2 separate regions of the Loxodonta africana genome follow, and region 1 is linked to region 2. A link is a contact called in public Hi-C data. All regions are on one chromosome and are shown on one strand. Each heading gives the region's core, a stretch centred on a gene start, on an enhancer-like site or on the middle of the called end of the contact. The rest is flanking DNA. Distances are from core to core; before and after follow the strand shown.

Region 1 (4,727 bases), core at 1,949-4,448, 170 kb before region 2:
ACCATGTGCTGGACAACATCCCTTGCTCTCAGGAATGTGTAGGAAGCAGACACTACGCAAAATAAAAATTAGAAATAAAGAGCAAGTCAGCTGATGATAAGGGGTGTGGAGGAAAGCAGAGCTGGGAGGAACAGGCAGGAAGGGGGTTGCAGTCTTAAAGCGGGTCATGGGAAAAAAAGTCCAAGAGTGAGCCCCTCCGGGGAAAGAGTGGTCAAGGGGAGGCAGCAGCAGGTGCAAAGGCCCTGGGGTAGGACAGCACCTGGCATGTCCCAGAAATAGATCTTGGTGTTTGAGGAGCAGCCAGGAGGCCAGTGCGGCTGCAGCAGCAGGAGGGAGGGGGAGAGGGCAGGAGATGGGGTCGGGAGGTGAGCAGAAGGTCACTTAGGGCCCTGCAGGCCTGCGTGAGGGCTTGGGTGTTTATCCTGAGCCAGAAGCTCCTTTGTTGGACAGAAGAGGAACAGGCTCTGAATTAGTTTTTAACAGGATCGCGCTGGCTGTTGTGAGGAGAATAACAGGGGGCTAGGGCGGAAGCCTGAGTGAGGCCCGTTAGCCCGTTGGGAAGCTGGCATAATAATCCAGACAAAAAAGATGATGATGATGATGATAATAATAAAAACCAAACTTGTTGCTGTAGAGTCGATTCCAACTCATGGCAACCCCATATATTGCAGAGTAGAACCACTCCACAGGGTTTTCTTGGCAGTAATCTTTATGGAAGCAGACCACCAGACTTTTCTTCCTCTGTGCCGGTAGGTTCAAACCACCAACCTTTAGGTTAGTAGTTGAGTACAAACCATTCTCGCTAACCAGGGACCTCTTAATAATGACAATAGCTGCTCTTTATTACCTGCGCAGGTGTCTCTTAAGTGTGTAAAACATATTATCCATCAAATCTTCTCAACAACCTTGGGGTAGGTGTTATGATTCTATCCTTTCTACAGACAAAGAAACTGAGGCTCAGAAACGGAAAATAACTTGCCCAAGGTCATACAGCTGGTCATGTGGAGCTGAGATTTGAACTCAGGCATGTCTGACTGCAGACCCAGCCCTCTTAACCCAGTCTGAGCAGGGCACTGGGGATGAGGGGACCGGGAAGGGTTTATCAAGAGGCTGTAGGGCAGGCTCCCTTTCCACTCCCCTCAGCCTCCCCATCACTGGGCCAGGAAGGGGGGGAAATGGGGTACAGTCTCCAAGACATATCTGCTTCTCAAGAACCCAGGGCCTCCTCTGAGACTGAAGAGGCCAGAGATCTCAGGCTTTGAATGAGGCAGCTAAGACCCTCCCTGAAGGACAGAGAAACCAGAGGGCTCAGTTCCAGAGCAAAGGTGTCCCTCATTCTTGCATCAAAACCAAGATCTTTCAAAGGCGGGGCAGGCTGGGTAAAAGAAAGGGTGGAAGGAGTGTGTGGCTTGGGCCATCTCCTCCCCCAGCAGGCAGGAGTGCCCTGTCTGCCCTTGGCCCTCTGAGCCCATGCAGCCCTACCCAGGCCTTTGCTCCAGCCATCTGCTTTATTATTTAAGTCGGCTTGGTTACTACTCCCCATGTGAGCAGGGTCCTGTTCTCCCCCAGTACCCAGGTGGCCATCTGATTAGCCAAGGGCTGGGCTACCCAACCCCCTGGCACCACAGCTGGTCTTGCTTTGCAGGGGTCAGCAGGCAGCGGCTCCACTCCCAAGTGATATCAGCTGGAGGCTATCAGGAGACCTTCTCCACTGTTCGTCACCTTCAAGCTGAGTCCCCATGGATTTCATCTCAACTCAATGTCCCCATCATGCAGATGGGGAAAACCAAGGCCCAGAGAGGTGGCTGTGTGTGCCCATCCCAGGCTGTGGCGGTCATCTTGCCTGGACTCCCTGACCATTGCCCTCCCTGGGCCTCAGTTTCTCCAACTGTGTAAGGCTCTGGGGATGCTCCTTGGCTGGGCTTGGCTGCCAGGGAGAATGCCCAAGATAAAGAGTGTGCAGGCTGGCCTGCAAGACTGTGAGTTCCTTTGTTTCCTCTCCCCCGGGGCCTGGGGGGGAGGTTTCCACCTCCCACGGGGCTGACCTTGGCAGAGCAGCCTCCCCCAGGTGGGATGCCCTCACCCATGGTGCTGGTTCCCACACTCCTAGCCCCACACCAGGCTGGGAGGCTCAAGCTGACCTGGCAGCAGTGGCCGTCTAGATACCCCGATGGGGTGGAGAAGAAGCTGGGGAGGGATCAGCGGGGACCCAGTCTTTTGGCTGAGGGTTGAGGGGGCAGGAGGGGTCTGGAATCCACCCGAGCCGGCTCAGCTGGGTCTGTCCCAACCCCAACCCGAGCGGCTGGCGCTGAGGAAGAGGCCCTCCTTCCCTCCTATTCCTCCGCCCAGGAACTAAGGGCAAAGCCACAGGCCATCCGCTGTGCCCAGACATGCGCTCCTCCCCACCCAGCCCCGTACTCTAATCGTGCCAGCGGCTCGCCCCCGGTACCTGCAGCTGTACCCTCGCAGACTTGGGCCGCCTGGCTCTACCGCGTACCTGCCGGTCCAGTCCCGGAGTGGAACTGCTAGGGAGGAGCCCGAGGCGGCGGCTGGGTTAGTATTAACCTGCCCGCCTCCACCTCGAGGTGACGGAAAGGGAGGAGGACGGTGGGCGGAGCTCCCGGCTCCACCAAGCGCCTACTGTGTGCGGGGGACCTGGCCAGAGCCCCGCTGCGAGGAGAAACAAGATGAGGAGACAACAGAAACAATAAATGGCTGACATTATCGAGCACTTCCTGCTCCCCAGTTCACGAGCGTTGACCCCCAGAGGGCAGAAGAATTGCCCAGAAGGTTGCCCCTGGCCCCACCCTGGGGTCCCTGGCTCCACTCTGTAGTTGTTATAATCCCTTTCACACAGGAATAGGGCTCCCTGGAGCGGAAACTCTTGGTTCAAACGCTGGAGTTTAAGCAAGTTACTTTTAAGGCCAAGTGTAAACTGTAAAGTGGGGATAATAATAGCGCCCTCCTCACAGGGCGGAAATTAAACAGCCACAGCGCGCTGAGCGCTGAGCCTGTGCCAGGCGCTGTTATTCCAGGGCTTGACACGCACTGACACATTTAAGCCTCACCGTAGCCTCCTGGGGAAAACACTACGGGTGGCGCCAACGGTTTGCGCTCATCTAAGCAGTGGAGCCCTGATGGTGTAGCGGTTAAGCGTTTGGCTGCTAACCAAAAGGTCGTCAGTTCAAATTCACCAGGCGCTCCTTGGAAACCCTATGGGGCGGTTTTACCCTGTCCTATTGGGTCGCTATGAGTCGAATCAACTCAAAGGTAATGAGTTAAGCAGTGGCTGAGACATCAGCTGCTAACCAAAAGGTTGGCCGTTCTAATCCACCTCAGAAACCCCATGGGGCAGTTCTACTCTGTCCTATAGGGTCGCTAAGAGTCGGAATCGACTAGATGGCAACGGGTTTATTAACCTAAAGAGCCCTGGTGGCGCAGCAGTTAAAGCGCTAGGCTGCTAACCAAAGAGTTGGAGGTTTGAACCCACCAGCTGCCCTGCGGGGTGGGGGGTGGGAACAGGGAGGCGGGGGCAGTAGGAGGAGACGTGACAGCCGCCTTCCGTGGAGATTATAGCCTAGGAAACCCTACATGGACAGTTCTACTCAGTCCTGTAGGTTTGCCGTGAGTTGGAATCCACTTGACGGCAACGGTTTTTGTCTTTGGTTTATTAATCTAATGGTTGGCGGTTCAAATCTACCCAGCAATGCCAGAGGAGAAAGGCCTGGTGATCCGCTTCCTTAAAGATTACAGTCAAGAAAACCTTCTGGAGCAGTTCTGCTCTATAACACATGCAGTCACCATGACATAATTGATTAGATGACTGTATATATATATATATATATTTTTTTTTCTGTCACTATCCCCAGAATGGAAACCCTGGTGGTGTAGTGGTTCAGAGCTACGACTGCTAACCAAAAGGTAGGAAGTTCAAATCCACCAGGCGCTCCTTGGAAACCATATGGGGCAGTTCTACTCTGTCCTATATGGTCACTATGAGTTGGAATCGACTCGACAGCAATGGGTAGGGGTAGGTATCCCCAGAATGCTCCTTAAAAGAAAGGATGGCAAGACTTCATCTCAAGTACTTTGGACATATTATCAGGAGGGACTAGTCCCTGGATAAGGACAGCATGCTTGGTAGAGGGTCAGCAAAAAAGAAGAATATCCTCAATGAGATGGATTGACATAGTGGCTGCAACAATGGGCTAAACATAAGAACAATTGTGGGAACAGTGCAGGATCGGGCACTGTTTCATTCTGTTTTACATAGGGTCATTATGAGTTGGAGCCAACTTAAGAGCACCTAAGAACAACAACATCCCCACTTTACAGAACAGAAAACTGAGGCCCAGAAGTCAAGAATCTTGAATGGTGTCACACAGCTGATACATGGATATATGCCAAAGTTGGTCTTTGATGCCTCTTGAGGTACCCCGGCAAATACAAATAGCTAATGTCCCAATTCGATCCCATATAGTTCTTTAATTAAGTCTTAATTAATCAATTAAGTTAATGTCTGATTAAGTCAACCCTATGGGGCACGTGCTAGTTTTATTCTCCACTTTACAGATGAGGAAACTAGCTCAAAGAGGTTCAGCAATTTGTTCAAGATGCTATAGCCGGTAAGTGTAGGCCGGAATTTGAACCCAGGCTCAAAGTCCACACCCACGCTGTGTAAAATGGCTCACACAGAGCCTGGTGCCTAGTAAAAGCTCATTCCATGT
Region 2 (4,558 bases), core at 115-2,614:
AGCATGAGGTCACTAGTGGGTAAATTTTAGGCTTGGGATTCAGACCCAGGTCTGTCTTATTCCCAAATCAGTGCTCTTCTTCTCTACTTTGCTGCCTCCCACAGTAGTAATAATGCCAATGTTGGTAGTAGTAATAATAATAATAACGGTTATGATGGTTCTAGTGCACTGAAGACTTACTATGTGCAGGTACCTGACATGGTACTATTGAGCCTCCCATCACCACGTGGCATTCTACTACCACTTCCTCCAGGTTTCCTGCTCCAGGGAGGGGCTGGAAGGGGGCAGGGCTGGGCAAGGCAAGGAGGCCCCCACTCACCCTGGCACTCCCGTGTGCTCTGATGGGCCACAGTGCCCAGCGGGCAGGTGGGTAGACACTTCCCCTTGTACAGGTAAAATTGCCTCTCGCACCGGATGCAGAAGTCCTGGCTGAAGCAGCTCTCGCACGTGGCCCCACATTCTGTAACAGAGCCAGGAACGCCTTGGTGAGGATGGCTGCCGGGGAGGGGGCGCTCTGGGGCTGCCTGAGGTGGGAAGGCCCTCTGAGTAGCCCCAGGCTCTGCAGCATTGGGATCAGGACTCAGTATCTCCTTTGAAGCCCAGCGTTGCCTGAAGTTAAACTAGGCTACATATGAGAACTCTCTCATTTGAACTGAGACTCAGCGGGGGCAGGTGACATGCCCAAGGTAACATGCCTCCTTTAATTTAAAGGTCAGGATTCCCTTTCTCATTTGAGCTGAGGCTCAGACAGGGCAAGTGACTTGCCCAAAGTTGCACAGCCAATTTGAGCTCCATTTCAGTGAAGGCTCACAGATGGTAATGATTCCTCCCAAGTCACAGAAAAACTTATTTAGGAGTTAGGACTCCTTTTCCCATTTGCGCTAGGACCAGAGAGGGTGAGTGACTTGTCCAAGGTCACACAGCAAACTTCTAGGGTAGAAGTGAAGATTCCTTGCCTCATTGGTACTGAGAACCAGAAAGGGCACTGACATGCCCATGGCTGCAGGGCTATCCTGGAGCCAAGCAGCTCAGAATCTGGGCTCAGACTTACTTCCCCAATTGCTGTGTTGGGGTGAGCTGGTGGGACGTGGGCCAGGAGCCCAGTGTTTGCACAGGACAGGGTGGAGCCACGTACTTCTGCACCTGTTGACTTCCTGGCCACGGACGCCGAAGTAGCCAGGTGGACAGTCGTGCACGCACTTGCCGTATTGGCGGATGCCTTCCCGGCGGATGAACAGGAAGAGCCTCTGCTGGCAGGTGGAGCAGCCATTCTCCTCAGAGCAGATGACACAGCCTGTGCAGTTGCCCCCCAGGCCAGTGCCCACTGCCAGCCAGACCAGGGGAGGGAAGGGTAGAGGAAAGGGAGAGAGAGATGGTCAAACCATACGTGTGTGCAGCTGAGACTGTCTAACTGGGATATTAACTGAACACATGGCCACCCAGACAAAAGACCACATTTCCCAGCTTCCCTTGCAGCTAGATATGGCTGTGTGGCCAAATTCTGGCCAATGGGATGGGATGAAGCAGTGTGTGCAACTTCTAGAGAGCTGCCATAAAGGACAGAATCATGCCCATTGTCATTCCCTCATCCTGTTGGGTGGAATGTGAACGTGATGGCTGGAGCACAAGCAGCCATCTTGGATCGTGAAGTGGAAGTCATGTGCTGAGGATGATGCAGACATGAGATAAAAAGAGCCTGGGTCCTTGAGGAGGGTAGACTGCTGTATAGACTGTTACATGAGAGAGAAATAAGTCTCTTTCGTTTAAACCATTTTTATTTGGAATTTTCTGTCACTCACAAATTTAACTTTTACTAAAACTGTATTTTTGAGTGCGTGAGGGGTGCACATGCATGTAGGGGTGGGGTGAAACGCTCACCCTTTGGCTTGGTTTCTGAACAGTACTCCACTCCTCACCATCACCATCATCAAATGCTCCCACACCAGTTGCTGTCAAGTCAACTCTGACTCATGGTGACCCCACGTGTGTCAGAGTAGGACCGTGATTCATAGGGTCTTCAGTGTCTGGTTTTTTGGAAGTAGATCACCAGGCCTTTCTTCCAAGGTGCCTCAGGGTAGACTCGAACTGCCAATCTTTTGGTTAGCAGCCTAGTGCGTTTACTGCACCACTAAGGGACTCCTGCAGTGTGATGAAATGTTTTGTGAGGCCTTTCTCACCGTGGTCTTGTAAATCCCACCAAATGATTGGGTAACCTGTTAAACCCATTGCCATCGAGTCAATTCCGACTCATATTGACCCTACAGGACAGAGTAGAGCTGCCCCATAGAGTTTCCAAGGAGCACCTGGTGGATTTGAACTGCCAACCTTTAACTACTATACCACCAGGGTCTCCAGTGGTTGGGTGGGACCATGCTAATAAGGCATATGGAACCCTAATGAGGGGATTGGTCAGTTCTGCCACCCCGCTGGGCTTGAAATGAGCTATCCCGGAGGTGGAAAAGGAGAGAATCCCACTACCACCAAAGACAAATAGCCAGGAGCGGAGCATTTCCTTTGGATGTGGGATCCCTGCACCGAGAAGCTCCTGGAGCCAGGAGAGAGAGAGCCGAAGACAGAGAGAAGAGGTGACAGAGAAATGGGGGCAGGAGAGACCAGCAGGAGACAGTGCATTGGGCTTCCCAGCCTACAGAGTGAGAAAGCTGAGTGCTTTTGGGCAGGAACCTTGCTGGAAGAGTAGGGTGCTGAAAGAGCTTTGTAACACTTGCCTGAGCAGGATAGAGGCTGGGGGGCCAGGGATAGATGTGCCTGTGGCATGGCTGGGGAGGGGCTGTCCTGATGGAAGAGCTATATCCTGACTGAGCCTGAATTGTAACCTAATACTTCCCTGGTAAACCCCATATTCATGAGTACTGTCTGTGAGTTCTGTGTGGCATTGCAATAAATTATCAAATCCAGCAGAGAAGTAGAGAGTGCCGTGGGAGGGATGGTTGGTGAAGATATTGGTAAAGATGGAGGAGAGAGGAGGCATGTCTGACCTCCGCCTCATAGGAATCAGCCTTGGGCTGTTGATCTTGATTCCCCTTCACCCTTGTGAAGAGAGAGGAGGTCAGACACCGCACGCATGCCATTGTACAACTCTTAAGTGCTCCCGCCATCATCAAATACATCAAGAAAGCCAAACCTGTTGCTGTCAAGTTGATTCTGACTCATAGCGGCCCTATAGGACAGAGTAGAACTGCCCCATAGAGTTTCCAAGGAGCTCCTCGATTCAAACTGCTGACCTTTTGGTTAGCAGCTATCGCACTTAACCACTATGCCACCACCGTCTGCATCAGGTTAAGGGGGAGGGAATTATTTGTTGCCCCAGAATTGGCAACCAGGACACAAAACCGGGGAGAAAGAGGTAGAATATAACTCAGAATCTAAAGACAACCCCTCCAAGGCTCATAAGGAATCCCTACTAGCCTGACCATCCCCTTAGGACCCCTAATTAAGCTGACCCCATAAAGACCAGGGCTTGTGGGAGTTAGGAGTTGTCAGCTATGGAGTGGGGCATTTCTTTGGCTTTTCCCTCTGTTGCCGAACCCCTAAACCAAGTGAGGGGAGATCCAAGAGAACTGCTCACAGAGACTGGGGTGCCTGCAAGAAGGGGTGACCAGCATCTCATGCCCTGGCTGGACATCACCTTGTGTGACAACCCTGCAGATCTGACCCCTTCCCTCACCTCTTTGAGCAGAGAAAGGGCGCCAGGAGAGAGTAGGGCAAAGCTGAGAGGGGAGATAGTGGCAGAAGAAAAGAGCTGGGATATTAACTGGGCACTGTTAAAAAGTAACTACAGGCGTCTATCAAGTGCATCTATCCATTTGCTTCATGGCAAGAATGAGGGAGTTCCCAGTGGCAAGGGGACACCTTAGAAGTAGCCAGGCTTAGATGGAATTGCTGCTGCCTCACACAGAAGACTGGTGCTGGCAGAGGTGGCCCAACAGTAAGAGGCGGCAGGGGAGACCATTGGGGGTGAGAGCTGGAGGTGGTCAGAGGAGGTGGAATGGGACCAGTGGGGGCATCTTCATAGCACCTCCTCCAGCACTCACCCCTATTCCCATGAAAGACAAACATCTGAACTTGGGGGCCACAGTTACCCAACAGAGAACAAAGACCTGTGCCCTTGTGCCTGAATCCCTCCTCTCTGTCTCCACCCTGGAGGAACTAGACCCCCAAGGGAGGGAAGAGGAAAAGCCAAAGCTCAGACCAGCCCTCCTCGCTCCAGATCCTTCAGGCTGGGCCACGCTGGGAGAGGGAAGGAGGTGAGCATTAAATTGGATAAGAGATAGAAGTTGTAAACAGGAATTAGAGTAGACTGGACTTGGTGGTCCCTGAAAGTGACCAGGTGTCATTAAGGGATAGGAAAGGACAGGGTGGCTTCTTACAGACAGCATCTAGGAAAACATCAAACTGTTTCATATTTATGCCCCACCACGGTTGGCTGTGTAATAAACTGGCTATACACTTTGGCTCACCACAGCCCTGTGACCACCCAGCAGGGGGCATTCTTGGCTTTCTAGTCCCCTGTCCCCTGTTCTTATTGGTGCCCATCTCC

Evidence for each region. A called contact is a pair of places that touch in the nucleus more often than the background predicts.
Region 1: a contact with region 2 is called in a Hi-C map of fibroblasts, with 3 times the contacts expected there. The contact joins the promoter of SLC52A3 here to the promoter of RSPO4 in region 2. A contact is called at or near these places in 2 of 3 Hi-C or Micro-C datasets (blood and fibroblasts).

What each region holds. Positions count from the first base shown.
Region 1 is chr24:29,974,378-29,979,104 of mLoxAfr1.hap2, reverse strand. It overlaps SLC52A3 (solute carrier family 52 member 3), which reads right to left and starts at 3,198. Exons shown (of 5, transcript XM_023550116.2): 1 at 2,498-3,198. It also overlaps the pseudogene LOC100654027.
Region 2 is chr24:29,798,815-29,803,372 of mLoxAfr1.hap2, reverse strand. RSPO4 (R-spondin 4) reads right to left here and starts at 1,364. Exons shown (of 4, transcript XM_023550114.2): 1 at 1,136-1,364; 2 at 320-460. The coding sequence starts at 1,364.